3 separate regions of the Gasterosteus aculeatus genome follow, and all the other regions are linked to region 2. Evidence: chromatin contacts called from public Hi-C data. All regions are on one chromosome and are shown on one strand. The core of a region is the stretch at or near the end of the contact, and the rest is flanking DNA. Distances in the headings are between cores, read along the strand shown.

Region 1 (4,050 bases), core at 662-3,161, 82 kb after region 2:
TCATTGGTTTAATAACAATTGTTAAGCAATCGGTTGTATTAAGGGTAAGTACCTTCAGGCAATTATTACAATTATTCTATCTACAAAAAAAAATCCACATAGGATTTAGAAGAAAATCCGAAAAAGACCAAAGCAACTTTCACACCTCCTCATCACCGCACCACAGGGGAGGTGCAGTCTGATAACTTAACAAGGACCCACCCCGCGAAGGGTTAATGTGCCCACGTGACGTAGCCCGTGCCGTTCCTTTAAACGCCCACCTCGGCTGCGCCTCTATTGGACGCCAGCGTCATCGGGCCCCTTCACGGGTTGGTTCGGAAAGCTGTCACTCAATAGTTACTGATCCTGCAGCCACAACATAGCTGCGACATAACTTCAGGTGTTGCCTCAGCAGCAGAAGAAGCTCCGTCGTGTGCAACATTTGCGACAGCAAACGCTGGCAAACCATTAGAAACTTGAGGGAGCAGCAGGTTGCAGATATGAGGCGTTGCTTTAGGTGCTATATTCCCTTATAATATTCCCCTTTTCAGGGGGTTGCCAGCTCTGTGACGGGCTCACAGTTGTGGAGCAGCCATCGCATCTGAGTAAAAGTTAAATCAGGCTGCCTGCTAAATGTCCCATATGCACATTGTGTGCAGGTCCGTGAATAAAATTTAAAAAAATAAGAAAGAAAAATGTCAGAGAGCTAATTCCTCCCATTTGTTCCAGCCGTGATGTTCCTGTCTCTGTAGGACATGCAACTCTCTGCGTGTCTCTCCATTTTGCGTTTGCGCAGGTTAAATACTAAGTACCAAATACCGAGTTTTGCCGTATTGTAGCTTTTGAAGTTGGTATTAAAGTCGTTTCGTTGACAACTTTTTGGGCTGTAAATAGAAACCAAGTGCACAAAGAATAAAATATAAATTATTTGTTGGTAATAATTTGACATCACACTAAACGTCCTGCGCCCATGTTCCGATAACACGCTCACAGACGCGTAACATCTTTTATTGAAATAATTGCGCTTACTTGAATTGTCCACAAACTTATTGGCGACTTTTATAAAAAAAAAGGAGCCCCGGACGCGGAGCTAACGGTCCCGGCGCGAAGTTATCAGACGTCTCCCCCTGCGCAGCAAATGGACCGCGGATGCGAGTGTTACCCGACACACAAGCAGCGAGGAGCTTTCTTTCATTCTCAACCTCACGCCCGGCGCATATATCATAACAATAATATAAAATAAAAGATAAAAGATGTGCAGTCAGACACCGAGCTGCGTCCTTCCTTACCTTGATTACGACATTCGGAGTTGTCAGGTGGCCGTGTTGCTGGGCAGCGATAATCCAAAAAGGACCACGCAGAAAATAAAAAATAAAATAAAATAAAAAGAACAGCGAAAAGACACGCCAAGGCAAAGTCACTATAAACACACGCAACGAAACGTGCCGCGTCTACTCTGTCGGAACCATAGTTTGGTAGTTTTGACAGGCAGACACACCGGTGAAGTCTACTGCGTATTATCACTAGTAATCCTCCACAGCGAGCCGCTGCTCCCTGACAGGACTGAACGGAGGAGGAGGAGGGGAGGAGGGGAGGAGGTGGGTGGGTCGGACGACACCAGCGAGATGATCTCACATTATGGCCGCAACTATTTTTTTTTGTTTTTTTTAAGCGATGCTGGGCCCGAGATTTGAAGAAAAAAAAGGGGAGGAAAAAAAAAAAACAGTAATAAAAAAAACAAAACGGAGGAGTCGGTTTGACTTGGAAGTCAGAGAGCCGTCATTCTGCGCACATGGACCCTCCTACTGCAACGAGTGCAACGCGCACTCCGAGGAGGGCAGCCGAAAAGGGGCGGGGCCGCGGCGCAGGTAGACGGAGCCGCCTGGAAATAGGGCACCGCGTTCAGCGCAGTGCTGTCTGGGATAAAAGTCTCAGGACAACCGCGGGAGGCAATGTTTTCTTTTTTTCTTTTTTTTCTTTTTTACACCCCTCCCCCTCCCCGCCGCCCCCGCCCCTCTTCTGCAAGTTTGCTCGGTGCATCCGTCGGTATTGTTAAATGATCCGTATTCTTCCGCTCACCGCGCTTTGTAATGTAGTTGTTTTATCTTCTTGTTTCAAAGTGCCACCTCTGGAAAAAAAAAAAAAAAACGGTCCATCGCGCGAGGCTTGTGCACGTACGCTGACAAAGATAGATTGGGAAAAAGAGCTCTCGGCCCCGCTTTTATACTTCACGTGGATGTTTGGGTATAGAAGAGCCAGTAATATTGTCACAGAGAAACGAGGGTTCGAATGGCTCGGATGCTTCTCTGTAATCACAGCGGCTGCCTCCACTAGGTGGAGCAATATTTCTATGGCTGTTGGAAGAGCAGGTCTATTGAGATGTTAAGATATATCACCCTATTTCTCAAAACTATGGTGCAATTGCTTGTTTCCCCACGTCTAGTATTTAAACTGCAGTTGCCCTGGCTGCTGAACGATGCATCATAAAAAAGTTGACGTGTTGACAAATGTGTGAAGGGGGCTGCGACATAAGAAGGAAGTGGTTACAGTACATGTCGGTAGAGCTTTTCAATTCAGTTTTCACAACTGAAGCAATATAGTGTGTTGTTCAAATTTTGAACAATGCACCCATTGGAATCAGTAACCACTGCATATCAGTGACTCCATCACTTATCAATCCCGACTGTTTTTTATGTTATGCTTTACCGATATTTCACGGCATTGAAGATTTCAGGGTGGACTCCTTTAACTTCAGCCGCAGCCGATATTTCTGATTAAATCTCTGGAGTTGTTTGCCGAGTCACTTTCTGTCGCTGCATAACGCCGTGCATGTGGGGTTTATGCTGTGACACTGGAGCTCTATCTGGTTGTTTGAAACGTTTTCTATTTATTGCATATGTGGGGTCTGCAAAGCCGGCCTGTAGCGGCCGTTAATAAAGCGAGGCAGCGGTAGTTAGATTAGTCAAAGCCATCCAAGCAACACTGCCTACCTTCCTGATCTGCCTGTTAATCACCAGCTTTTAGAAGAAAAAAAACAGGAGAATTGAGATATAACCAATGTTACCCCCCCCCCTTTCCACGCAGCTCCCATTTGTCCATTGCACATAATGGGTGCCAGTCAAACACATCATGAGCAAATCTAATTTAGCCTTGCATCACAGATTTTCCCCAGTGGCAGAGACGCATGAAATTGCAGACTGACAGCGGAACACGGCCGACATGAAATCAGCAATAATTGCCTCCATCATTGGTAAAAATTTGAGGCAGCTCCATTGAGCCCACTGAGCTTTCAAGGACCATCGTTTTAGTCAAATCAATGATAATCAGACCAGCGCATAGGACCTAAAAATAGCTTTGTTTTTAGGGAGGGAGGTCCTTTTTTGGATGAGTGATTGCAATGATTAGGAGCAGGCTTCCACTCTTCCACTTCCAGGCCAAAGGCAAAACAGAGAGGTGCATGCTGCGCCTCTCGGGGACAGGTGAATTGGAGCACGTTAACTATGAAATAAAACACTCGTCAACTCAGCAGAGGACCCCGTCCGCGTTGTGTGTGTGTGTGGTAATTAGAGGTCGCTTTAATCAGGGAAGAAGTCTGTCGCCATCATCCTCCCTCGGTCACGCTTCCCTCTCAAGGCGGACTCGGTATCAAAGGTGGAGCGCCACTGACCAAGGGTCTGCATTTGCGCTTATCCGTGTGATGATCACTATAAAATGGGTTTATTTGCTGCAGTGAAGCATGTTCTAGTCATCGAGCATTATATGAAAACTGGTCTCATTCTGTGTGTCCAAAGGACTTTTGTACGGCAGATATATGCTAATATCTCTAGCACACAGACTGGATGGTGGTACTCTTCACCATGAAGGTCACATATGGTATATATTGAATTTTAACGAGGGTTGCTATAGCAACTAGCATGATTTGACATCTGAACTGGCTATAGAAAATGTTAACTCCTGCACTCATAAGTCGTTTGCAGGGATGGCAGGCAGCAAATGTAAAAGAGATCAAAATCTCTTTTGCGATAATGAATATTATTTTCAAAATAGTAATGCATCTAAATATTAACCTGG
Region 2 (3,683 bases), core at 537-3,036:
AACTCTTGTCATGGCGATAACGGCGTTTCCAAGGACAACCCTGGAGATTTGAGTTGTTGTGACCTCTTGTTAGGAAGGTCTCTCTGCCTAATCACTGAGCATCAGGAAGTGACTTCCTGGAGCCTGTGTTTACCCCCCACCCTCCTCCCCCTCCCACCAGACAAGGAGTCGTTTTGAGGGCGCGCGGTCAGAGGTGTACGATCTAATGAAGAGGATAAGGGAGGCCCCTCAAGAATACAGACAGACCAGCCCCATCAGTTGTGAAGGTTACCTCTATGTACAAGAAAAACGTAAGATGTATATCTCAAATGTTGTTTTATTCGGGGGTGTCCTATTATACCCATTTTTAACACGCACATAAACATACTCCAATTTCATAATCAGAAAGTGTCTTTTACTGCTTTTTTTAAAACACTTATAGAAGTGGTGGTATTTACGATTTAAAGGTTTCCTGTGCCCACTGTGGGTTGTCAGTGATTCTATCTAAAGGGTTGTGTGGCAGTGAAGTAATTCTCTGCATCCCTATAATGGGAAAAATACATGGATGTTTCAAATCCATTTTTAAGTAGCCGCAGCAGCAATAGAAGTGCAATGTGACGCACTTGGTACTAAACGCTGACTTACAGACTTGAGTGAACCGGTTATAATTCTTGTCTACTTGCTGTCACACATCACTCTGGATGTCTGCCCTGATACTGCTGTGTATGGACGGATGGTTGCTACGCAAACCGCGTTGAATGTCTGTGTCACGCGCTTGTTTTTCCAGGGCCGCCTCCCTTCGGCTCAAGTTGGGTCAAGCGCTACAGCACGTATGTCACAAAGCAGAAGATTCTTCACATGGTGACCTTTGACCACAGATCCGGTGGCAAGATAGTGAGTTGTCCTACGACACGTTGATGCCTCGCCAGATTTCTGAAATCCAAACAACTTTGTGCACTACGTCATCTCACTCTGGAATGACACGCTATCTGTTGTAATTCATTTTGCTCCGTACAGTAAGGACTTTCTCTCTTTTTCAGGGGGAGACAGAATCCGTCACGCTCAAATCCTGTCTCCGCAAGACGCTAGACGTGTTGGACAGGAGGTTCTGCTTAGAACTTGAAATTACGGATCGGTACGTCTTTGCCTAACACCTCTTCTGTTAACACACTAATGATATATATTTTATATTACAGACACGCATCGATTATCCACTGTGGCATTCCACATTAACAGCCTTGCTAAAGACTACAGCTTCACACAACTAGGTCAGCTTTCTGCTCTGTGTTCTGTATTGCTGAGGGCAGGACAGCAGGATTTATGTCGGGGGGGCTATCCTCACACACTTAATTAGGGTAATTTGTCGCACCCCTCTGTGCCGTGCTGTTATGGATATCTCATTTTGTCACTCAACTGAACTCTGCCCTACCCTTTTTTTCCTGTAGTATTAATAGAAGAGCAATAGCCCAGATTTAACATGGTCATTTGAGTCTCCACACATCCAGCTGATGGGGATGAGTAGCTTGATATCTATCTGGTCCCACGTGATGGTATGTTCCATGTATCCGCATGGACAACTGATAGGTCTCATATTTTTAGTAATTGCCAAACCGAGGTGATTTTTTTGTGTCAAATATTTTGCTCCTTTTGGTGCTTTCTAATGACACAGAGCAGTTCCCTGCTGTCTGTACCTCTAACGCTGATGTGGTGTGGCTCTCTTCCAGCCCTGGCACGGTGCTGACAGTACAGGCTATGTCAGAGGATGACCACAAGTTCTGGATGCAGGCCATGGATGGGAAGGAAGCTGTGAGTCAGCCGCCTGCACCGTGTTGTGTTTTCGTGTTACTCACACTTGAGTCATGTAGCTCCACTGTATGCTGTTTAACTGCCATCTTTTTGAGGAAACCTTTCTTTTTGTGTTGTGCTGCCACATACCTGCACTTTACTGTGCATCACGATGTCCAAGTATACTTTGTTAAGCCATAAAGGTTTTTTTTATTTTTCCTCTAGTCTGGACCTTATCTCGGGAGGACGTATTCTAAAGAAAGAGGCAGTAAGCATTCTTTGGAGACTTTGTATCTGTAAAAGAATATCATAAACTTTCATGAGCGCAATGCATGACCCCTTTTTTATGATTTATTTTGATCTCTGCAGTTGATGCTCAGCTGAATAATGTCGGTTTGAGTTTTATGAAGAACGCCATCAGCGCCATAGAGACAAGAGGTGAGCCTTGCATAAGTAAGGTCATTTATTTAACATGACATTTGGTAAATGGTAACGTAGGAGCACTATTGTCATCTCTACACAAGGGGGCAGACTTGCTCCAATATTGGTACCAAAGTCTGACTGGAAGCTACTGCAGGCAGTACATACTGAAGGAATAGTCTATGAATAATGCTTTTCATTTTGCAGCACTTACGTTCTTATTAATTTCATTTTCATTTTGTTCTGTTCCCCCTCAACATTTATTTCTGCAATGGTTTATCTACCATACTAAACTGTTAAATTGCAGTAATTTATTCATGTATCTGATGTATAGACAACACTATATATGTACGTTTCTGTTCTTATTCTTGTTTTGGTCCTCTCATTTATTGTGTGGTTTCTGTGTTCTTTTCCTTGTAAAGCACTTTAAAATATTAAGATCAGTAATAAAGTTTCCTGATTGCTTTCAGGTATTAATGACCAAGGCCTGTACAGAGTTGTTGGGGTGAGCTCCAAGGTCCAGAAGCTCCTCTCATTAATGATTGGTAAGTACAATGCTATTATTTTCTTTCCGTTCTTCAAATACATTTTGCTTAGAAATTTGCTGGTCAGAACCGAACAAAAGTTAAAACCATATTAAAAAGATAGTGACCTACAATCAGCCCATGACCCATCAGAAGCATGTCTCTCAAATCTTTTACTCACTTCATGTCTGTTGTATTTCCCCCAGACAACTAGTGAGGACCCCTCCCAGCCGCAGTTTTTTGCCTTGTGCTTCATTAACGCACCACTAAACCCGCCTCTCCTCCACTCAAAGTCATCAGTCGTCTTTCCTTTGTGCCGCACACTGGTCTTGAATCCCTTTCAGTCGTGGCTCCCCGTCTGCACTCTGGTTTCCTGCCGTCTCCGGCAGGCACGAGCTGGCTTTCAGCTCTGTGTCCAGAATAACAACAAACTCTGGCAACTGGCAGCCTGTCTCGGCTTCCTCTCCAAAAACTTCCAGCCTCCCAACCTGCCGACTTATGCTGTGGCCTCCATTAACACTCTGCTGCTGCATTTTAAGAAGTTTCTTTAAGACCTGATTGTAGTAAAAGAAGCATTTGTCTGCGGGCTCTGGACATTTCACATATCGTCATGAACAAGGAAAAAATACAGACATTGCTGGCTTCAACGTCTGCAAATGTTGGTCCACTGATAGACTTAATGGAAAAAGACATTTCCATTAAGCTGCCTAGAAAACTTATGAAATGACAGAGGTAGTACCACCGCACACAAAACGTTTCTGCAGTTCACAGTGAGTGGGTGAAGCGAGCTTTAAACCCTTAAGAAAGTCTTCGTATCCTCCCACTCCTCCTCCTTTTCATCTCTCACCCACCGACATGGCCACGGTCCAATCTGAGAATACCGAGTACTAGAAAACGAGTCTTCCATCACATCAAAGCCCAAAAAAAGATAGCGGCCACCTTTCAATGTCAGGCAACAATATAAGCGGTGCGTTC
Region 3 (3,730 bases), core at 1,128-3,627, 110 kb after region 2:
ACTGACATCCACTTCAAAGGCATTCAAATCGTCTATTCTATTGACCAGTAGCAGGCTTTAACCTGTCTTTATTGTATTTTCAAACCAGATTTCAACGCTTGAACCAATCACTATTTTGAACATTGAATGAGATGATCATGTCTAATGTCAAAGGTGTCCAGCTTCCATCTCACATCTCATCCTCCTCTTGTTTGTCGACAGGAACCTCATCACAATTAGCGCTGAGGCCGTTTGGAGCTCGGTAAACGAGGCGGCGCTGCGTTGACCTGCGGACATGAAATACATCGCCCACCCCTGACTTTAAATAATGAACCGCTGTACGTTCTTTTTTCATTTAATGTCATAAATGTGGTTGCAGGGATTTATTCAGAGTAACGTGTAGGTTTTCGTCTTACTTTGTTTTGGTTTGACTAAGGGATTCCTTAAGCAAAAGGTCAAGATGAGGAGAAAAAGGGTTTTGTTCAAGCGAACGTTTTGAGGAAATTTCATTAAGGGTGTTTTCATTTCAAGAAAACCTTAACTCTGACTTTACAGAGAACCTTAATTTAACCCGCTCAGCTTTGTATATTCAGTGTTGTTGGAGACCAAAACCGGGATAAAAAGACTTAACTTTTGAATGCTAGGTATGTAAATAGGAAACTGTTTTACTGTTGTTTCATTTAATATGAATTCAAAAGTATGAAAATAACAGGTTTATCTTAAAGGGAGCTGTGACAATAAGCCAACAGGCACAATAGTGGCACCCTGAAAGGAAGCCTTTTACTTTATTATCCATGGACACACACACACATTTCCTACAATACAGTAGGTGTAGGGACTGATTCAGTGAGCAAAGCTCCCCGGTTCCCCGGAAGCTCACAGCAGAGGCCGCGAGGAGACCCGTTACCTAGCAACCACTGTGGTTGTTTCACGGTTCCAGGTGTAACTTGAAGGCGAAGAAGGTAGCCACATGTAGACCAAGCGCTGCTTGAAGACCCAGTTATTGCTCTCATACGAGAAAGCGGCGAGGAACAAAAGGATGCTGAACACACGCTGTGTTTGTGCACAGAAAACCCCCGAAAGAAAAGCAGCTGGTGAGCTCTAAGCTTCCAGGGAGAATAGCATGAGTCCAAACCCGTTTCACCTGGTATCACGTCGAGCTTCACTCTTACTCTCTCCCCACGCTTTCACATTCAGTGATCCGTGTTGTTATTAATCAAACAGAACCACGCAGCTCGCTAATCAATGTTATTGCTTACTGTAAGTTTGAAGCCAGGCATCTTTGCAACAGTCATTCACATGCAGGTAGGTCGACGTTGCAGAAAGGCAGAATACAATATTTAATAGAGGCCTTGAATAACACACACGTCAAAAGACCTTTAATACATGTGACAACGACAAAGATCAATAGAATGCACATACTTATACAATATATATAAAACAATAGTTGAAATTGACTTTTGCTTGTAAGGACCATATTTTGCCAACGTAGCACTCTAAAGTAGTCCAAGCCAACGGCAATGCTGCTTTTCTCTGTAACCTCTGTGAGAAGTAAAACAAACATTAAAAACAGCCTTGGAAACTATTTATTCAAATCAGTCAAAACTCAGTTAATCTCTTTGTCAAGACGTTGTGGCCGCTGAGTGATCCGCTGATTGATCCGCTTTGATTTACGGGCACCTCGAAATATGAACAGACAACCTCCCACTCATCTATTTCTCTATTATTACAAAAAAATATGACTGTCCAGCTTACGTTTGAGGGAATCCAATGATGAGAAGTCTGCCTTATTATCTGCACAGGGAATTCTTGCTTGGTTTACATTCCTCGTGATGCAGATCAGAAATAATGCATAACAGCAGGGCACCACTGCTTTTGTTTTCATATTTTTCTGATGTTGAAAATGAGTTACAACTGTATGTTGTTGAACTATGTCAATAAATTACTATTTATATAAAAGCCAAATTAACGAATGCAAAAATCAAACAAAGATTAAAGCTAAAGCAGTTATGGTTTGGGTTAAGGTATTGTATAGTAAGTAAAGTAATGACGAAAAAAATATCAGTGTATATAACTACGCTATACAGGTGTATATGTTTACATTAATGTCGACGCATGCGTTGAAAGCGGTTTTCATATTTCTTATCCCCGAAATACAAAATCCCACATATAACTGCAGACATACCTGCCGCTGAGCTTGCATTGAGTTCTCGTATTGTGACCAAACCCTCTGTCCCATCACAACAGTTCTCTGCAGCTATATTGTGATACAGTAAGAGCAACTGTGCTGGATTCCCTGGAGAATTGTGCTTCCAAAGGCTCCAGGTACCGAGAGTTACTTCAACATTTCTGTGAAGTGGGATCTAGACAGAACAACCGTAGGCTCCCGGGAGGGAAAGCGAGGAGAGAGAGGGTACTGACTGAAGTAGAGGGCCAAGGCCTGGGAAACAGTGCCATCTATTGATTCTGCTTCTTGCGTGCTGCGTTATTGCAGCGATGCATACGTGTGGGTTTTAACATACACGCATCAGTCGGCAAAGGAAATGTACTTTGCTCTGCATGTTATTCCTCCCAGACACAAGCATTGCTCTACTATAATGCAGGTTTGCTAATCACTGGGGGGATATTGCAGAATAACTAAAGTTAATCATATACAATGTTATGGGAGATTATTGCTGTTTTATTACGGTAGTGGGGGTTTTTTTTACCTTTAAGCTTGCCTTGCTAAACTGCATACAATTTCTAAACCATGTGTACTTTTTTTTCTCTTCCATACAGGCAAAAGGTGTGTAGTGTGTCCATTCCATAGTCGCATGTGGCATGTGTCTGTTAGGGATTAGGGTGGTCGGGTGCTTCTGGTAAAGGGGAAGCTGTTTAGAGAGGTTTTCTTTGCCTTCGTTATGTTTATTTCATAACTACATATATGTATAATTTCTAAAAACGATATAAACACTTTACAATGTATTTATTACACACTTAAGTCTAGGTGTGGTGATATAAACCACATATAGGTGTTCATTCCTGTTGGATCTTATGATTTTGTCATCCATCATCTGAATTACACATCAACCTCCAAAGGTAGTTTCCATTATCTGCTTACAACTGAAATGGAGTGTGTCATAAATTATGTAGTACATGTTTGTATATTTTGTGCACATAAATAAATAGTCTTTAAAGTAAAGTCTTACCATTTATGTATTGAGAGTATGATGTATGGAGGATCATATCAGAAAACCGGCTTCTCCCTTTTAAAAACCTTGACGCACAGATGATGTGGGATCACAGCCACCTCACACCGCTCGCTGACTGGACCTTAAAGATCATCATTGTGACGATTCACCCATCGACAGCTACTACGAGGACTACCGGCAGCCTCTAGTCCAGTGAATTCAACAGCAGACACCAACCACGGGAGCATCAACTCGCAGAGTCTGTAGGAGTTTGTGTCAAGATTAGATGAGAGTGGACGCGTTCGCCAGAGCCGTGGTTGTTATTCACAGTGAAAGACGGCCGTCAATGCCCAACTGCTCACAGCGCTGATTTCTGACACATCTCTGTCAATTTCATGCCAGATCCGTGGTGAACATGCAGTGACCGGTGTAGCTGTGCATCATAGTTCACATTTGGTAGTCGTTGTCTAGAAGGTGGTGAGAACGCAGTTAATATTTGAGTCATCCACATGTGAAAACACAGTCCTCTCCACACGGGCAAATATACAGTGTAGAGGAACACGGGATAGTTTGGTACCTTT

What was found. Hi-C and Micro-C count contacts between places; a contact is called where the count stands out from the background.
Region 1: a Hi-C map of whole body shows a contact between it and region 2, with 2.7 times the contacts expected there. The contact joins the promoter of nr3c2 here to the enhancer-like site in region 2. A contact is called at or near these places in 3 of 6 Hi-C or Micro-C datasets (liver, skeletal muscle and whole body).
Region 3: a contact with region 2 is called in a Hi-C map of tail fin, with 3 times the contacts expected there. The contact joins two enhancer-like sites. A contact is called at or near these places in 4 of 6 Hi-C or Micro-C datasets (liver, skeletal muscle and tail fin).

What each region holds. Positions count from the first base shown.
Region 1 is chr9:17,090,377-17,094,426 of fGasAcu3.hap1.1, forward strand. nr3c2 (nuclear receptor subfamily 3, group C, member 2) reads right to left here and starts at 1,912. Exons shown (of 9, transcript XM_040186775.2): 1 at 1,269-1,912.
Region 2 is chr9:17,008,640-17,012,322 of fGasAcu3.hap1.1, forward strand. arhgap10 (Rho GTPase activating protein 10) reads left to right here. Exons shown (of 22, transcript XM_078109141.1): 8 at 161-290; 9 at 767-873; 10 at 1,020-1,114; 11 at 1,704-1,785; 12 at 1,990-2,032; 13 at 2,134-2,202; 14 at 2,655-2,729. Among protein-coding and RNA genes, the nearest start is that of arhgap10, 17 kb to the left of the region's middle. Within about 2 kb of position 1,787, at least 3 of the 9 cell types and tissues checked have open chromatin away from gene starts, as enhancers often do.
Region 3 is chr9:17,115,769-17,119,498 of fGasAcu3.hap1.1, forward strand. No RefSeq gene overlaps it. Among protein-coding and RNA genes, the nearest start is that of dclk2a, 7.0 kb to the right of the region's middle. Within about 2 kb of position 2,378, at least 1 of the 9 cell types and tissues checked has open chromatin away from gene starts, as enhancers often do.